2 separate regions of the Arachis hypogaea genome follow, and region 2 is linked to region 1. A link is a contact called in public Hi-C data. All regions are on one chromosome and are shown on one strand. Each heading gives the region's core, a stretch centred on a gene start, on an enhancer-like site or on the middle of the called end of the contact. The rest is flanking DNA. Distances are from core to core; before and after follow the strand shown.

Region 1 (2,700 bases), core at 36-2,535:
GACGGTAAAGTTTCACGATACTTCAAAATATAATATTTCACTAACCTAAATTATCGCTGAATTTATCCGCCTGTAAATTCGACAGTAATGCACACGTCAATTACTTTTTTTTTTTAAATATTATTAGCGAAATTACCGGCGAATTTATCATCGAAAAATAGAATTCGACGGTATTCTTTTTCTCGACGATTGTCAAATTTATTGGTAAATCTGACTATAAACTCAATACTAATATTTGACAATAAATCTATCATTAGTCAATGTTTTTTTTTTGTAATGTGAATCGAATAAAATTCTCTTTTCAAGTTAAAAGTTTCCAAGCACTCTAAGGGTAGGCATGTTAGAACATGCCAAATTTTATTTAAACCATCCTTCCAGGTTTTGAAAACTCTAGTGTGCAAGAAAACTTAGTGTTGAAAAGGTCCTATTGCCTTGGTCAGCGTTTGGTTTTTCGTTATCTCCTCACCCTTTGGCATTGCTGGTTCCTGCCTCTTTCTTCCTTCAACGTCAATTAGCTTTCAAGTCAGCATGGTTTATTATTATATTATAAGATTGACTTTTGAATGAAAATTTTTTCTTTTGCTTATTAATAACCACACCTTGTATTATTATGCATTCAATTAATATTTGTTCTAAAAATATATATTAAAATTTTGTTTATAAAAATATAGAAGTTATATTTTTAAGATTTTGTGTCTATTTTTAATATATTGTTAGATATTTATTAAAATAAATATTTAAAAATAATAATCTTAACATGAAAGAGCACGCATTAACTAATAAATCCTATTATTATTATTATTATTATTATTATTATTATTATTATTATTATTATTATTATTATTATTATTATTATTATTATTATTATAAAAACAATCATATCATCATCATATTATATTAAATTATATAGTCAATCATAAAAATAATACAATGTAAGATTGACTTTAATACCAAAAGAAAATAGTTTATTAATTAGGAAATTACAAACTATAAAATAAGGTGATATGGCGCTTCAAATAGGGAATATATTCTATAAGAATAGAATTTGTATTTGAGAACATGAGAATACAATTATAAATATTGGATTGATATAAATGACTAAATTTAAACTACTTTTTAAATTCAAATATATATTCATTAATCATGTTTAAGCAAGTCACCATATATATATTGACTAATCGTTTTCCCCTTTGTTTCCCGCCCACAGACGGCGTTAACTAGCTTAAACCACGGTTTGACCGGGGAGCCCAATTATTTTGAAGTCTGCAATCAAAATAAAATAATAGTAAGAAGAAGAAGAGGAATTCAAAGGTAAAAAGCACAGGATGATTCATAAAGCAACCATTCGTAAGTATTATTTTTCTGAAAGACACCGCGTGGCATGGGTGCTGACAATGACATTATGGGTGATGCTTCTCTCTATATATATTATCCAACAAAACAAATTGCTTTCCTCAACTCCACCTCCACTTACCTCCGCAGAAGAAGATGGCACTTGTAAACGAAATTATGGGTTCTTCATTGATAGAGCGGTCCTCACGATGGGTTGTCTCCTCCTCAACAAATTCAAAATCAAAACCAGTGTTTCAGTTCATAGAAATGAGAAAGGAAAACACAAGATCTGTGAGGTTGACGAAGGCTGCAAAGTTTCCTGCAGCAGTTGTCAGCGAGGATTTGGTTAATACGCTTTCCGCCTCCACCTCCGCCACCGCCCCCTTGCACGCAAAAAAAGAGAAACCAGTGCAGTTCAAGGTTAGAGCTGTAGTGACGGTGAGAAACAAAATCAAAGAGGATTTTCAAGAGACAGTTGTCAAGCATGTTGACGCCATCGCTGATAGCATGATAGGAAGATGTATTTTCCTGGAGCTCATCAGCACTGACATTGATCCAAGTAATTATTTGATTAATTAATTAATAGTTCGTTTTCTCTGCCTCTCTCATAATCATGATTAACATCCATGCTTGCCAATTCAGAGTACTTTAATTAGGAAAACAATTAATTAATTTCTGGGCTGTGTTGTGTTGTTTAGGAACGAAAGGTCCAAAGAAGAGCAAGGAAGCAGTGGTGAAGGACTGGTCGAAGAAATCGAATGTTAAAGCGGAGAGAGTTACTTACACTGCTGAATTCATTGTGGACTCCAATTTTGGGGATCCGGGTGCGATTACGGTGAGCAACAAACACCAGAGAGAGTTCTTCTTGGAAAGTATAACCATCGAGGGGTTCGCCTCTGGCCCACTTCATTTCCCTTGCAACTCATGGGTAAGGCCCACCACCAAGGATCATCCTGGAAAGAGGGTTTTCTTCTCTAACAAGGTACGATTATCCTTTTTCTTGATCCAGCTTCAAATGTTCATGTCAAAGTCAAACTCTTCAATATATACCAACTAGTTGAACTTGTTGGCCGCCAATTCTATTTAATATTCAAACCTTTCTAAACAAGCGAACTTATTTATATCTATCTACCTTGAGAAATGGTATTTCGTTCCTGGGTAACCAGCAATGAATATTGAGTATTAAATTAAATCAATTAAATAGATATTGACTATTGAGTATATATAAATTAAATAATTCTAGAATTTATAATTAGTTAAGGAAAACTATCAACATTCAATAACGAGTTTGACTTCTATATATATAGATATAATAACTAAATGAAATTAATTATGTATAAAACTAAAGAAAGTTAAAAATAATAAAAA
Region 2 (2,700 bases), core at 55-2,554, 170 kb before region 1:
AACAATAGAAATAAAATTATAGGTTAGTTAAAATAAATAAATAAATAAATAATATTTTGAACATAAAATATTTATTAAATAATAATAATACATGAATAATAGAAAAATGTATAACAAATTGAACATGTTATAAGTATAATTGTAAATATAATAATAAAATAATAATATTATAGCACATTGTGCGGTTTGGATTGGATTGGATCGGTTATGAAAAGTAGATCCGAAATCCGATCCAATCCAGCGGTTTGCAAAAAATAAAATCCAATCAAATCCGAATTAGTGCAGTTTTAATCGGTTTTCGGTTTGGATCGGATTGGATGAGCGGTTTAATTTGGATCGGTTTGGATTTGAACACCCCTACTCCGAATAGTCGTTTATTGTGGAATTATTAAGAGAAAATGTTAATGTAGGACAATCTACCTTGACTCGTTTTTATAGTTTACATACTTTTGTATTACCGCTTCTTACTGTTGTATTTATATTGATGCACTTTTCAATGATACGTAAACAAGGCATCTCTGGTCCTTTATAGAGAATATATATCCTAGATATTTCTAATCAATTATTTTTTATTTTGGAGAGGAACAAAAGTATTTCATTGCTACAAATATGGATTATTAAAAAAAATAACATGTATTTGGATATTTTCCTGCAACTTAAGACTTAACAAAATTAGTGTCTTATTTTTTTATTTGACATATACGAATAGTTAATAGTTGAGGGGGATTCTTTGAAGAAAAAATGGATTATGGGAGTGTGTGACTTGAACTATTGATTGGATCGCGCGGATGGATGACTTTTTCATATCTGCCACATTTAAATTTGTAATAAAATGTGTCTAACCATCAATACTTAAAAGTATAATATAAAATATGTTAGATTAATAGACAAAAAAACTATATTAAAAGAATTAAATTAATGACTAAGTAATCACAAAAAATAATAAATTTTGATGCCCTTAGTATTTTTCATTAGAAAATTAAATTTATAAATTGTTGGCTACAAAATTAATAATAAAAATAAAACTAGAATTATTTCAAACGTTGAGATTAAAAGTTAATCGAATTAAATATCAAAGATAATTTTAAAGAATTTCAACAATATTAAGAACAGAAAATATATTTTGCTTTTTCTTTTTAACAAAAAGATGCTAGTTTGAGTGTATTATTATTATTATTATTATTATTATTATTGTTATTATTATTGTTATTATTATGATTATTATCTTTTTCTTTTGTGGCACTATTTTATTATATAAAATGTACATGTATATTTTATGAGCACACAAACTACACTCTTTTGTAGATTACAATAGATAATTAATTTTCTGGGTGTTTTCAAATAAATAAAGATAGATGTAGCTTTTGATAAAAAATAAAATAAACAAATATTTTTAGAAAAGAATTTCCAACTACAAGATGCAGCTAGGAAAAGAAATATCTGCAAGGAGGAAACGACGAATTTTGAATTTCGATCTTCCATCAACTGTGGAGAATGGTGATGGCTTCAAATGATTATTCGCAAGAAATTGACATGAGAATATCCTTACCTAAACTTAATGGTTACATTTCCTCTAACTTAAAAACGAAACATGACCGTATTGATCCCCACCGGCCACCAAAATAGTTTTCTTTCTTTCTTTCATTTATAATAAAGTTGCTGATTTGTCATTGTGAGTCTCACAGAATGTTTGAGTTTTGATGATAATGATGATAATAATAAGTCCCTTCCCTTTGAAGCCAAGAGACTTTGATGGTTACGTGACTGACATGCAAAGCTTTGGACATTGTTGGTTAAGGTAAGGCACTTGAGACTTGAGAGAGAGGACATTCCATTCTGTTTTGGAAGCCAACCAACTAGCTTGTTATCTCTGCACTCTGCACCCATTTTCCTCTTAGGTTGCATTGTCCCTTTTACTTTTATTCTCCTCCTACTCTCACTCACGCTCCCAGGTAATACAATGCTTTTCTTATTTTAGTTCCAAGCAATTCATATTGTTGCTTAGTTCTCATATGTTTTAACACAAACTATAATGAATCAATCAGATTTTTCTACTTTCATCAAATTAATTTTTATTCGACAGGTATACTCGTCTTCCATATATCAAACAGTCAGGCCAGGAATTAGAAGAAAGGGGAAGAAGAATGGCATCCCTCATACCGGGAGTACTTCTCAAACTTCTCCAAAGTATGAATTCCAACGTAAAAGTTGGCGGTGAACACCGCTCCTTCCTTCTGCAGGTGATCAGCATTGTCCCTGCCTTATCAGGCTCGGAATTGTGGCCAAACCAAGGTTTCTTCATAAAAGTATCTGACTCTTCTCATTCTACCTACGTTTCTCTCTCAAAGGAGGACAATGAGCTTATCTTGAACAATCAGCTGCAGCTTGGACAATTCTTTTATGTAGATAGAATTGAAGCCGGTACACCGGTCCCAATTCTTGTAGGGGTTAGACCAGTTCCAGGCCGGCACAGTTTCGAAGGCAAACCCAAGGATTTGATGCAGATGTTAGAAGTGTCAGAGCGTCCAGCACTTCCTGATAACATTGGAGTTAATGCCCCCAAATCCCTGGACTTAGATGCCAAAGAGAATCCAAGTTCAAGGCACAAGATAATAATTAAAGAGGAAAAAGCTGGTGTTGCATCCAGGTACATGCAGGGGGTACTAAATCCAAACTCAAAGGTGAATGTCCCAGATAACA

Evidence for each region. A called contact is a pair of places that touch in the nucleus more often than the background predicts.
Region 2: a Hi-C map of leaf shows a contact between it and region 1, with 2.6 times the contacts expected there. The contact joins the promoter of LOC112758639 here to the promoter of LOC112758622 in region 1. A contact is called at or near these places in 2 of 8 Hi-C or Micro-C datasets (both in leaf).

Annotation. Positions count from the first base shown.
Region 1 is chr16:25,562,437-25,565,136 of arahy.Tifrunner.gnm2.J5K5, reverse strand. LOC112758622 (linoleate 13S-lipoxygenase 3-1, chloroplastic) reads left to right here and starts at 1,285. Exons shown (of 7, transcript XM_025807335.3): 1 at 1,285-1,891; 2 at 2,031-2,314. The coding sequence starts at 1,489.
Region 2 is chr16:25,733,611-25,736,310 of arahy.Tifrunner.gnm2.J5K5, reverse strand. LOC112758639 reads left to right here and starts at 1,304. Exons shown (of 5, transcript XM_025807349.3): 1 at 1,304-1,952; 2 at 2,084-2,700. The coding sequence starts at 2,145.